Linked DNA regions of Gossypium hirsutum: region 1 is linked to region 2. The links are chromatin contacts, called in public Hi-C maps. All regions are on one chromosome and are shown on one strand. The core of a region is the stretch at or near the end of the contact, and the rest is flanking DNA. Distances in the headings are between cores, read along the strand shown.

What was found. Hi-C and Micro-C count contacts between places; a contact is called where the count stands out from the background.
Region 1: a Hi-C map of callus shows a contact between it and region 2, with 2.2 times the contacts expected there. The contact joins the enhancer-like site here to the promoter of LOC107909845 in region 2. A contact is called at or near these places in 9 of 34 Hi-C or Micro-C datasets (callus, hypocotyl, leaf and 2 more).

What each region holds. Positions count from the first base shown.
Region 1 is chrD02:56,965,428-56,972,566 of Gossypium_hirsutum_v2.1, reverse strand. No RefSeq gene overlaps it. Among protein-coding and RNA genes, the nearest start is that of LOC107909844, 31 kb to the left of the region's middle. Within about 2 kb of position 5,351, at least 4 of the 9 cell types and tissues checked have an H3K27ac peak or open chromatin away from gene starts, as enhancers often do. A contact at or near this core is called in stem, where this site is marked.
Region 2 is chrD02:56,900,287-56,907,982 of Gossypium_hirsutum_v2.1, reverse strand. It overlaps LOC107909845, which reads left to right and starts at 4,173. Exons shown (of 3, transcript XM_016837527.2): 1 at 4,173-4,593; 2 at 4,701-4,793; 3 at 4,914-5,939. The coding sequence starts at 4,546. The coding sequence ends at 5,864.

The DNA of each region.
Region 1 (7,139 bases), core at 4,102-6,601, 63 kb before region 2:
GTGCATGAATAATTGACTATTTAAATTGTTATATTAAGTTTGGTAAGATTTATGTTTAACCTATTGAACTTACTAAGCTTCATTAAGCTTACTTGTGTTGTTTAATGTTCTTGTAGATTAACTTGAGGTCGGGAGATCAGATCAACACATCAAGCCACACTATCCAACTCACTCCGGTAGTTTTCGCAATGTATATTATGGTTTATATGACATGTATAAGGTTGGTTTGGAAATGAAATAAATTGAAATGTGGTTGTGAATGATATATGCTTGTACGTATGTAATTAGTAGTAGATTTTGATAAATCAAAGAGATGAATTAAATAGGTAAGTTTAAGTATTTGAGTATTTTTGATGTTATGTCATGCTTAAAACATGATTTTGGCTTGTGTTGATTGCTTGTTTGGGATGTATTGATGTATTAAAATGTTGTGTATAGGTTGATATCAAAATGGATGAGAAAAGTGGCCTTAAAATGGCCTATTTTCGTCCACGCGGGCGTGTGGTTTTGTCGTGTGACCCTTGCAACTTAATTTTTAAACACACAGCCTAGCACACAGGCATGTGGTTTGGCCGTGTGCCTCACATTGAATGCCCACACGGCCTAAGACACGAGCGTGTCTCTCGGCCATGTGAACCACACGGCCTGGCCACACGGGCGTGTGTCCTCTGTAGACCAGTCCATGGGCCGGGCCCGAAAAAAATTTTCGGCTCGCCTCCTAGGCCCGGCCCGAAATATGGGCTTGAAATTTTGCCCAGGCCCGGCCCGGGAAAAATATCATAAGCCCGAGCTCAGCCCGGCCCGGCCCATTTTTAATAAACATTAAAAATTTATTTTAAAAATAAAAAAATAAAAAATATTTTAAAAGTATTTTAAAATTAAAAATTAAAAATTAAAAATTAAAAATTAAAAAATAAAAATAAAATATATATTTATTATATTCGGGCTGGGCCGGGTTGGGCCCGGGCCAAAAAAGTGTGCCCGAGGCCCGACCCATTTTTTTGCCCAAGCCCATATTTCGGGCCTATATTTTTACCCGAACCCTCCCATATTTCGGGCGGGCCGTCGGGTCGGGCTGGGCCGCCCGGCCCATGGACAGGTCTAGTCCCCTGCACTTAAGGAAAATTTTGAAATTTTGGGAATTTTTTTTTGAGTTTTCGGTTTAGTCTCGATTTATTTCTAACGCGTATTTTGGGCCTCGAGGGCTCATACAAGGGACAATATGAATGGTTTATGAATAGTTTTTGTTATGTATGTTAAATGATATGAGATATTTGTTTTTGATCTGAAAAGTTTGGTAATGCTTCGTAACCTGGTTCTGGCGACAGATAAGGGTTAGGGGTGTTACAAAAAGCTTTTTGGCTTTTCTAAATAATAAATAATTTAATCTAAGCTTTCTTAATGTAAAATTTTGGCTTTCATCCATCTGAAAATTTATAATTCTATTTCGGTCCTTCAATATAAAATTACTATTTTTGTTTATAATTAAGAATTAAAATAGAAAGTAAAAAGTGAACTACCCCCTTAGTTCTCGGCCAAAAGTAACTTTTACATTTGATTACAACCCAAAAATTTGGATCAAAATGTCTCTAACGTTGTATTTTGATTGGTGTTGGAGTTGGACAAAAACTACCCCTGCAATCAATTCTCTCCTCGTCAGGCAGCGGTATCACGATACCTAGGCTTTGGTATTGTAATAGCCATTACTCGGTATCGCGTTCTCATAAGAGTTGGCCTTAATTTTCTTCACTACATCACTATCAGGGGTATCATGACTTCCATGCCTCAGTGTCGGGATACCCCCTTTGAATGATGATTTCTTCAAATTCGACCATTATCGACTTCCTACGCCACTTAATCATATCGTTAGGTTTTCATGGCAATATTTGGTCAGTTTGAGTATCAAAAGGACATAAAACTAACAAAAATTAGTAAAAGTAAAGAAAAAACATTTAAATTGCTTGAGAATAAATTCCTTGAGTGTAATAGAGTTCCTAATTTAACTTATCAAATTACAACAGATCACATTTACGTTGAAAGTGACCATTGTTATTACGAATATTAATAGGACTATTATACATATACCACATCTCTCATTTATTTTAGATTTTGTTGGGAGGAAACATGTAGCAGAGTGAAATTTTTGTAATGTGACGGAAACAAGCTTTCCACATGTGGTTAAATTAATTGGATCGGATTAATTGACAGTTTATAATTACTTACCCGTTAAATATTATTTTCAAAAAGCTTGTTAAATTAAAAATAATGTATTAGATTATAATTTTTTTCTGTAAATATTACTTCAATAAGCGCAGTAAATTTTTGTATTTTATAGGCCTCTTAGATATAAACTTGCATGTGTTACCATTTATGTAAAAGATTATGTTGAAAACAATAACTTAAATTAACCCCCTTTTTGTCGCCTATTTAACTTGCACAAGGCATGCAACCCTACTTCAAGGATAAACTTCCCTTTCGAGTTTCTGAAAAATTAAAAATCCAACTTTTTGTCTGTCGTTGGCTTATTGCTTTCTTAATTATAAAGTAAAAAAAAATATAGTACATAATGAAGACTGTATAATTCAAGTAATGTAATTAAAATGTTAAAGCAAATTAAGGTGTTCATATATATATTTATTTTTTTATTTATTTAGTTTTTGATGTAAGAACAATATGGCAACTCAAGGTAGCGTGAACTGTGGCCTAGATATATATATATATATTCCTTGAAATCCCAAAATTTGCTTAGTATTAGGAATAATAATTAAGGGAAAAATTGGGATTTGTGAGAATTTAGCGTAACGAACCATAAACAACTATAAGGAATCGATGTTGCTTAACGCATTTGGCATCTATCTGTTTAATTTTTGTTGGGGGCTCCCTTAACCAACCTCGTGGATCGTGTACAAAATCCCAGTCGATTGCATGGCATGGCATGGCATGGCATGGCCTGGCCCCAATTCCTTGAGTAATTTCCAAGCCATCCTAACATTCTTTGTTAAACATCATTTCTTATTTTGTATATATAAAATACGAATATAATAATATATATTTTTTACTTTATTTGGTTTCGCCATTATTAGTAATAAGCTAAGGTAGGCATTATTTTTGGTCCATTGAAGAACCTATATATATATACACTCTCTAGTGCTTGCGTTTGGGAAAGTGGGGGAGTGGCCATTACTTTATTTTTAACCAAAAATAATTGGGAAGAGAAAAGCACTCATTTTGTAACCTTAGTTGATGAGTCATGTTTTTGGTTTTGGTCTAAGTCAATTCAAACAACTACTTTGCTTCCTTTTGGTCCATCTATACCCACTATTCTTCTAAGCTTATCCTTTCACTATATGTACATATAAATTGCGGACATTTCGATAAAGGGTTTCTTCAATTTGCGTTCACTTTTTTTAAAAAAAAATGTCTTAAGGGTTTAAGAATTTTCTACCACTTTTACACGTAATGGGTTAAAGAATTGATTTGATAGAGGGGGATTGATTTGAAGAAAACATGAATACGTGTGGTGAAAAAAATATACCGACAATAGAAGAATCTCAATTACTTGTTATTGACAAAAGAAGATGAAAAACGACAAAATGGAAATTTTTTTACTCTAATAATCAATTATTCTTTTTTTTAAAGTGAAGATAAATTTAAAATATTAAATAAATAAAAAATCCTGTTTTGATCCGTTTTTATAATTTCGGATGCATGCACTGAATGAAAGCAACGTGAGAAGGCAATTAGCATTAGTAAGATTGCTTAATGCCTGCCAGTAATGGGACAGTACGTACCCTTTAATTACGTGCATGGTAAGTGAAGTTAATCGCAAACTCAATGCTGCCAAACCGCGTTAATCTTGAAGTTTGAGATAGATCTGCTTATTTGTGTTTTTGTTTTTTTTTGTCCTTTTAAGTTGTTTTTTATACAATTTTTGATGAAATATAATTTTTACTTTCATATATTTATACTATATATTAAAAAATTAATTGAATTAATGTTACATATAATAGAATTTACTTTTCGCTAACTCAACTAAAGTCTTATTTATAAATTTATTACCTACCATAACTTACTTTTTAGTGTGTGATTTTCAAGAGCAGCAAATTTTGTTGGAGGTAACTTCCTTCTTTTTATGTTGTAATTAATAAGCTAGATTTTCTATTATCTTTTGCTTTTAGAGTGCTCTTAGAGCTGGCAAACAATATAAACAACAAAGAAATGAGTGAAAATAGAAAAAAGTACTATATTTTAGTGATTTTCCTTATTTCTGCATTAAATAATATTTTTGTATTATTTAATTCATTAATAGTGTTTTAGGTAAACAATTTTTCATTAAATTTGAATGATATAATAATTGTTGAAATAAGCCATTTGGAAAATATGTTTGCTTTGTCTTATATTTAAGTTAAATTGTGTAAATAATAACTTTATTTTTTTTATCATTAAATAATAAATGATTGATAGAACAAGTAAATAATAACATAATTACATAATGCATGCCATGTGTCCGTATCCAACAACTAGGTATCAAAGTTTAGTTTGAATACATGACTATAAATAATTAAAAACAGGCTGCCATCATTTATAGGTGAAAAAGGAGGAGCCTATCACGTGCGAACCTAAAAAAAAAAGGAAAAAGGAAAAAGAAAAAAAAATAAGAGAGAAGAGAACATAAATTTTGCTTTTAATAAGTAAAAGTTAATATTTGATATATTGACAATATACTCTTTTTATTTTATAAAATAGTTTTAAAAAATTGTCATGCGTTTTTTTCTTTTAAATATTTACTATATCTTTATAAGGCATTTGTCGATCTCCTAATCTAAAAACTCTATTGACAGTATATCAAATGATTTTTCTAAATTAAAATCCATTTATCTAAAAGTAAGCAAATTTTGCTACAATAAGATAGTAAAGGCAGTGGTGCATACCTCCCATTACATCCAAACCTCATATTCTACATTCATCATCTACCATTAACACACAACTTACATATATGCCGCATAATCAGTGAGGAATAGAGGGTAGAATGAGTTGGAGAAGTTGTTTAACCCCTCTAGCTGGTTTGCCCATGAACACGTTTGTTGCCATAAAGTGTAAATTAGTGCGGTCCAAGCAAGTTTGAAAGCAATCACTCCCAATGATTTGCCTTTCAAATGGTGGACACCCCATTCAATTGTTTCATACCATGAGCCACACCTCCAATCTATGTTTCATTTCAGCATAATTTCCCCAAATTTGTCGAGTAGCGTCGACAATCACAAAATAAATGGTCTCTTGTTTTAGGGAATCAAGCTGAATCGGAACATCCCAAGCTTCACCTCTATTCTTCGTTGGTAAGCTGCCCAACACTGCCAACCAAGCAATAAAAGAATGTGTTGGGAATTCTGAAACAACAACACCAGCTTGTGCCACATTAGCTACTTTCCTCCCTATGTCTTAACGCTCGCCAAATAGAAGCAGCTTTGTATTTCAGACCACTCCTATTGCATGGGAGTAAATTCCCTGCCCTTGTCTAGTAGTACTCATTTTGTAACATTTTAGTAGCACCAAATGGACCTTCATTTCACAATTAAATATTAAAAAATCCAATAATTTGAAGAGCAACCAAGTTGTTGAAAGAGATAATAGTTGTGTAATTTAGATGGGGAGCATATATAAAGGGCACTCATATTTTAATACTATGAGACGTAGTGTAGTAATTGCTCACCTTGTCTCTTAACTTTAAGGTTAGGGTTTTAATCCTCGCTTGTGGGGATGGAATAGATTTCATGTTTAAAAAAGAACTCAGAAATTCTCTAATTATTTTAAGAAAAAATTAGTGTTAAAAATTTCTAATGGAAGAATTTTAAATTGTGACTTGTTAGGCATATGTTTTCCCTCAAAAACAATCTGGGAAGTAAAATATTCTACACTTTACTGCAACACTATAATACAAAAACGAAATAACCAAAATGTACGAAGCAGGATTCATCAGTATTTTTTTAAAAAATTGATTGAGTTTGTAGCGAAATGAAGTTGATATGGACATGAATAATGGCGTGATTAAGTAGTAAAAAATTTGGATGAGAAACCTCAGCCAAAAGGTGATAATTTTTATGTATATCCAGAAAAGCTCCCAAACTTTCTTCTTGATGTAACAGGTTTCCGGAAATTGAAAGGGGAGAGGTCACAGGCATTCCAACCCTTCAATTTTAACCCCATATTAAACAATCATTATATATACACATCAAAACTCTCTCCCTTGAATCTTTCTTTTTCTTTTTTTAGATAAAATCAAACGTCATTTGCGACAGAGATTGGTTCTTTATTTGTTTTCCGAAACCTAAACATGAAAGAACAAAAAGATAATATCTTAATTAACTTAATAAAAAATAATGGCTCAAATAAATCGCAAATCGGCAGAGATATAATTAACAAAGAAACCTCAGTTGGAAGTCATATAAATAAAGGAAAAGTGCAACTGCAACTGCAACCGGGTTTGGTTTAGGTTTTAGCCATTGGAAGCTTACTAATCTTATATATAACCCTGATGTGTATAGCCAATTGAACGTCACGATTGAGAGCTCCACTTCATCTAACTTCATCTGTTTGATTCTCTTCAAAACTGAATATTTAAACTCTGGGTAGCTATAAACATGAGAGAATCGTGTTGTTAACTACAAGAAATTAATAATTAATCACAAAAAGGGTTGACTCTAATGTAGCATATTAGCATTTATATATATTCTTGAGAAACATGAATGGGTTGGGTTAGGTAACTTTAGCAAGCAAATGTTGCATCAGACGGTGTTAGAAACAAAAAACGTGATGCTTGGTCGGCATCTAATCCTTATCGAATAATATTATCTAATAGACTATAACCCTTCATTATTAGCCAGGGAAGTTGAAGAACGGCAAGACTTGTTCAAATTCAAAGAAAAGGCCATATGCATGCTACCATTTTATTTTTCTTTATTGGTTGTGTTAATCTTGGATGAAAAACGAAAATCTTAAAACATCTTTGAATCACTATAAAATGTTAACATAATTTTTTTATTGGTTCTTTTAATCTTGGATGAAAAACAAAAATCTCAAAACATCTTTGAATCACCATAAAATGTTAAGGTAATACTATTTAAGATTTGAATCTCAATATT
Region 2 (7,696 bases), core at 2,924-5,423:
TTGTCCCTAAGCTTAGAAATTAAATTTCATCTCTTATTCTTATGTTTTACAACATGCTGAACACTTTTCCCTTCTATGGCAACATCAAATTCTCACTCTAACACATACTTTTGAACATTAACTATTTTTACCGATTATGTCAATTTACCCGTTTTCGTTTAAAATCTCTTAGCAAAAGTTGTTTAACATAATTTCTAGTTTCATATTCCACCATAAAATAGAAAAATAAACACTTTTAACCTATGGGTATTTTCCAAATATAAACCCTAGGTTAAATTATTGCTAGAATAAGCTAAATTAAGCTACCGGGACTCCAAAAACGTAAAGAACATTAAAAACGGGGCTTGGAATCAGTTACTATTGAGCTTGGAAGTTTAAAAACCCTAACTATGGCTTTACCCTTGCTGATTTCGTTCACCATGGAGAAGATGAGCACATTTTGCCATCTTTTTCCCTTTTTAATTCTTTTTATTACTAAATGACTAAAATGCGCCCATTTAAAAAAAATCTATTTCACCCATTTCTTATGTCTATTTTTGACCATCAATTAACTAATGGTCTAATTACCATATAAGGACCACCAATTTATAATTTCATAACAATTAGACACTTCTAACATGTAGAACTCAACTTTTTCACTTTTTACAATTTAGTCCTTTTGACTAAATTGAGTTCCCAAACGTCAAAATTTTCGAACAAAATTTTTACAAAATTTTTCCGTGAAATTTTTAGATCATAAAAATATAATAATAACATTTTCCCGTGTCGAATTTGTTGTCCCGAAACCACTGTTCCGATTTGGCCCAGAATCGGGTTGTTACACTCTAAAACTTCAGAAACTTTTGTTTAGAACTCTTCTCCATTAATTTTGACTAGTTTAAGTTTGATTAAGTATTATAAGAACTTAACAAGTTACCAAGTCCTGCATTTTCGTTAAGTTTTAATTACTCTTCACAATTTTAGTTAAATTTAATAAAGTGTGTAATTTGAGTCTTTTATTGTCCTTAGGGGTTGAATGAGGCCTAAGGTTGAGCTAATATACTTTTTGAGCATGCAGGAGACCATTAGAAGGTGTGCTAAACTCGATACTGGTTGATGTGTTGTAACACTGAGCACTAGATGTCGCAACATAGGGCGCAGAATAGAATAATTTTAAGACTACCTTTATTGTCGCGACACAGCCTGATGATGTCGTGACACACACCTGAATACACCATGAAGATGGAGCATACTGCCCTCGATGTCACGACACATGACTTGATGTGTTGTAACATCACCTCTGTACGGGAAATAATTACGAGTCAGGGGCATTTCGGTCCACACAATTGAATATTAAGCATGAGGACAACAACTGATCTAAGGTTAATGACGATGACCACTCTAAAGTATATAAATACGCTCATTTAACACATGTTATGAACAACTTTCATACTGTATAATTTTCTTCCTAGATTTAGTCTTTAGTTTTTCTCTGTTCTTAGACTATAGGTTTATTTCAGTTTTTGTTATTTGCTTTTGTGAAAGAAATTAGATTTGTGAAACATAATCAAACTTTGTGAGGATTCTGCACTCAATTCTAGTACAAATCAGGCTTCTTCTAAACTTTATACTCTTGAATTATTATTCATGTCTACTATTTCTATCAAGTTGATATTGTTTGTGAGATACATAAGGAACTAATCCTCTTGTGAGGAATTAGCGAGTGGAGATATGATTAATTAACTATTTTGTAGGGTTCTCTTAGCGGATCAACTATTTAGGAAAAGAAGAACCTAAACCTTAGGCCTGACAACCCTAAGAAGTCATTAAGGTGGGAATTAACCCAAATTTGGTATGGCCTATCCTTGAACACCTTAACCCTGAACCAGTTTGGACTCCAAGGTTGAGGGATAATTAGTTCTTACCGACTCGTTATTTTAGTGGAAGATCGAAAGATACTGCCGGGATATCGACTAGTTGATTGAACAAGAAAACCTAAAGCAACAGTTGGTTATGATTACTGAAGCTAGCTAATCACCCATTTTCAGATTTGATACATTCTATAATTTTATTTCTCGTGATTTGATTTGATTTATTATTATTATTATTATTATTATTAGTATAGATCACAAAAACCTTTCTTTTTATTCCATCGTAATATAATTCATTTAAAGTACTAATTAGATCTATTTATGCTTAGGTTAGAATTAATTTAGTACTCATCTCCCTTGGATATGATCCTTGGAGTACTCATCTACTCCATTATAACTATATTACAATTTGACCCGTATACTTGCAGATACCGCCTTTTCATATATTTTGTGGAGGATTTTTACTCTGGATGTTAGTACGTTCGAAGGTGGTTAGATATCGATGTATGAAAGTTTGATATAAATTTGTAAAATTATATATATGCTATATTCTTTTATTCTTGTAGTGCTTACTAAATCTTCACCAGCTTAACACATTTATTTTTAGTGTGTAAGTACAATTAAATTTGACATGTTTGATTGGAGTCGTTAGCTGCTCATTTCATCACATCCTCAAGCTCGGGAAAATAGGTATTATGTTTTGGTGTAGAAATGACATGTACATAGGTTTTTGAATATGTTAGGTTATGCTACAAAATTTGTAATTTTTGTAAGATTTAAATGAAATTTTAGTAAATTAATGTTGTATGGTAATGCATATGTGTTTGAGTGTCTTTTACACTGAAATTGGTGTTTTGGGCTGGGAAGAAATTGAAATTTGTTATGTAGGGACTAAGGTGTAAAATTTTAAAAATTGTAAAATTTCCTTCAATTTTGGCCCATACGGCCTTAGAGAGTTAGACGGGCTAGTCACACGGTAGTGTGAGTGTTGAAAATTGGTCAATTTTGGAGCCGTACGGGCTCAAAGACTTACACGACCATGTGGTAGACACAACCATGTGCCTTTTTTTTTTTGCAAAAGTTCATATTTCACTTTAAAGCACTGTTTTAAATACTCAAATGTTTAAGGAACTTATCGGGCTCCTCACTAACATTGATAATGGTTAATTAATGAATTGGTAAGTTACAAATGGGTTCGAAATGAGTATTTACTTGTTAGAGTTTGGTTGATTAATACTCTAATATTTAATGTAGCATTCCTATATTTGATCCGATAGTCGGGTTAGGTATAGGGGTGTTACAAGAGATGACAACTTTCCATCTTAATGCATCATTTCAAATACTATGATAAGAGAGAAAATAAGAGAGTTACGTATGTTAACTTAAAATTATGTATATTTCAAAAGTTTCAATTTCTTTCCTCTTATTTTTCAACTCCACCAAGTAATAAATAGAATGAAAATTACTTTTTCTTTCAAAATTTTCATATTTCTTACCAAAAGTTGAGAAATAACAATTATATTTTCTATTTTTCCACTCTTTCATTTTTCTTTCCCTCTACCAAGTAAAGCTTAAATTGGAAAACAATTAACATCAGTTACATTCAAAGAAGAGATCAAATCGAAAATAATTAACGCCATCTTCAAATGTTTTTATTTTCTCATTTTCGTGAAGTACATGCTTAAACTTCCTTGTTTAATTTGCGAGTAAATTATTCTTTGACCCTAGACCTCTTTGATATTTATTTTGGTTATTTTAATATATAGTTGTTGTAGATTATAGTTTGTAAATAAATAGAAATGTTGTATAAAATTACATTCTAATATTAAATTCGATGTATATTAGTTTTAGGGTAATTGTATAAATTGAAATTAAATGATAAAAGTTCGTTTCATTGCGGTTGATGATCTACTTGTGGACGCCTCCAAGGGAGGAGAAACAAGTGACCTGGAAAACAGTCTTAAAATGACAAAAAAACAGAAGGTAAAGGAAACCAGATTTTTGGCTCGGGGATGCGATTAGAACAATTATTCCTTATGCTTTCTATTGTAAAATAATAATTCAGGGAAAAAGACTCATAACAAACCATCTTAAAGATAAAATAATATGTACAATGTTGTCTGTTCCTTCATTCCTTCACTTCATTGGTAGATACTAAAAGAGTTGGGCCTTTAGTCCAAATCAATGTTGTAATCAAAGGTGAATTATTAGAATAGGTTACATAGACCCGAGACTGTGAGCCGAACCCCATGCAATTATTATTAGGTAAGCCCTTTGCTTTACAGTCATTAAATTTAAATAAATAAATCACACTCATAATTTAGATGGTGTTTTCCATGGAATGGAAACTCCATTATTTCTTGTGGTTGGCTTTAGTTGTCCGCCAGTCTCAGTCAGCTTGAGTTTACGGGCGTAATTGAAGCAGTTGATTTTAAAATATTCTATATTGTGGAACATGGGTGTTGTCACTTGGCGGCGTCTTCTTATTGTTGCTAAACCTTGTAGTCTTTTAATATCGATTTCAGTCCTACCCTTGCACTGAAATTAATCTTACAAATTTCCCACACTGACATAAGGCTAAGCTCTCACATCTTTATCATATTGCCTATTTTTCTGTCTTCGTCTTCTTCTTTTTCTTCTTACTTGTTGCTTGCAGGATTTGCCTACTTATGGTACAAGGACCATAGGCATCATCATGGAAAGGAACTTAGAAGAAAGCCTTGTTCTGCATGAAGTATCTAAGGTTTTTGCCTCTTTTTATTGGCTTTTTTACTCTCAGGTTGCTTTGATATTGGTTTTGATTCAGAAAAAGGAAATCTTATGTAAGGGTTTTAATTTGATTCTTTTTAGGATATGGCAGAAAGTGAATTTGATCCATCAATCTTGCTTTCAATGCCCAATTCACCAAGCCAAAATGGCAGACCAAGCAGCATGGTTATCAAGGCAAGTTCTTTTAATTAATCTGACCTTTTAAGAACATTATCTTGAAAAAGGAAAAAACAGATTTTCTTTTATTTGATATTTGAGTTTCTTTTAATTGTGCATTGGACTTTTAACAAGCAGAAAGCACAAAGTGTAATCCCTGCCCATTTGGTAGCTGAAGCAATCTCAACACTACAAGGCCTTGACTTGAGATGGTCTGGTCCCATAACACCCACTGAAATGCAATATGTAGAGCAATATGTCTTTGCAAAATATCCTCAATATTGCAATGGACTTGTGGAAGATGGACTAAAGATGATCGATGTCGACAGTCTATCCAACAGTGACGAGTCCTTTGAGACCGTTGTTACCGACAATAAGCAGAAATCACCAAGGATTGTAGGCAACAGGGAGTCCTTTTCATCTTCATCAACTTCTGGTATGGCAGATATTGACAACACTCAATTAGAGGCTTCAAGGCTTCTTGATATCCTCACTAGGAAAACTTCTTTCCTAGGGAACTTCGTTTCAATACCTGAAATTCAAGCTCAAAACAGGGCTTTGAAACATTGTGGGCTAAGTGAAGATGAGTATTTAGTGCTTTTCATGCCAAATTACAAGGATGCTATGATGTTGATTGGTGAAAGCTACCCCTTCTTTAAAGGGAACTATTATTTGACAATCATTGCTGAAGAATCAGACTACATAAGGGAATTCGCTAGCCAGAGAGAATCAAAGGTTATTTCAGCACCAGAAACATGGTTGGATTTGAGGATTAAAGGATCACAACTTAGCCAAAACTTCAGAAGAAAATGTAAACATAGTCCCAAAGGGCTTTTTGCCTATCCCGCTGATGTAAATGGGACGACTAGGCTTTCAATGCATTGGATCTCGGAGGCACATAGAAACTCATGGCACGTTCTCCTTGATGCGACCACGTTGGTTTTCAGCGAGGGCCAGCGGCTGCCACTCGCACTCCACCGACCGGACTTTGTGTTATGTACAGTTGATAACACCCACGCTCACCCTTCCAAGATTACCTGCCTGCTTGTTAGGAAAAGATCATTTGATACCACCTCTTCTTCTCCCTAGATTTGCATTTTCTTCAAGCCTTGTTTCAGTTCACATTGCGGTAAAGAATTATCTACGTTTCCAAAAATATATTAACCAATAGACTCGAGTCTCACTCCAATCTGAATTATTACTTAATTACTCAAAATTTTGACAAAATAATGTCATTCGTGGCATTTTGCTGGTGGGGACTTGGGAGCTATCCAGATTAACAATATTTTACCATGTTTTGAACGGAAGTTAAAAGGCTACATTCTTTTTAACTTACAATTTAAGGTGCTGCTTAACAAAATGTGATATTAGTAAGGGAGTATTGGATTACAAAATATAATATTATTTAGTGTAAATAGCCGATCAACTACAAAAACAAAAAAAATATTCATTTTAGGTTAAAATAAAAATTTACAATTTAAGCACCCATGTTACATAATTCGATCAATTTGGTTACTCCCGTTAAAATCACAAATAGCAAGTTGACGTGGCAGTTAAAAAATCAATATAATAACAAATTTAGCCCTCAAGTTTTACATCTAAAATCAATTTAGTCATAATTTTAAATAATTAACCTTCAAATTTTACAAATGGCCTCAATTAGATCCTAATTCTAAAAAATCCAAAGAAATATATAAAAATACATAAATATTTTAAAAATATAATAATAAATTTAAAATTTATATTAATATTAATATTTATGTTAATAGTAAATAAATTTATGCTTTTAACGGGAATGACAAAAATGATTGAATTATATAACGTTGGTGCTTAAATTGCAAACTTTTATTTTGGGTGCCTAAAATGAATTTTTTTTATAGTTAGGTAACTATCTGCATAGTTTTACCTTATTATTTATGATAATAAAATTATCATAATGTAAGATTATTTAACAAATTACCATGTTTGGTTAATTTGGTTGGAATATAAGATTTTGTTGTTTGGTTGCCAAAATGTAAGATTACCTAGAAGCTTATCATACTAAATTGTCCTTGTTATAGTTTATTTTTGTTAAAATATGTAATAAGTCTCTATACTTTTCGTAAATTTAGAATTTAATCCATATATTTTTCTTATTTTAATATTCAGTCTAACTATTACACTACTAAGTAGGGGTGTGCATAATTCGGGTAAAACCGAAAAAATTCGGTTAACCGACCGAATTCGGTTAATCGGTCGGCTAACCGAATTTTTTCGGTCGGGGGTCGGTTAATTTTTTTATGATTTTTCGGTTAACGGTTAATTCGGTTCGAAACCGGTCGGTTAACCGAAAATTTTCGGTTAACCGAAAAAATTAATAAATAAAATTATCCAACCCAACCCAAACTCAATTACCCAACCCAATAAAACTAAAACTAAAGTTTACCCAATTACCCAATCCAATAAAACTAAAACTAAAAGACAACCCAATTTACTAAAGTCTAAAACCCAATTTACTTTAATAATTTATAAATTTTTTAAATTTTAAAAATAAAAAATAAAAAAATTCGGGTATTTTTCGGTAATTCGGTTAATTCGGTTAATTCGGGTAATTCGGGTAATTCGGGTAATTCGGGTAATTCGGGTAATTTTTAACCAAAAATAAAAAATACGTAATTTTCGGTTAATTCGGTTAACCGACCTTATTAACCGAAAAAATTTCGGTTCGGTTAAATTTTTTTTTAAAAAAATCGGTTCAGTTAACGGTTAAAATTTTTGGAAGGTCGGTTAATTCGGTTATAGTAATTTCGGGTCGGTTAACCGAATGAACACCCCTGCTACTAAGGTTATTTTGTTAAATTTAGGTTTATGACAACGCCGTTTTTTTTCAGTTGCTACCAAGTGAGTATTTTTTTTATTTTAAAATATCACACCAATAATTT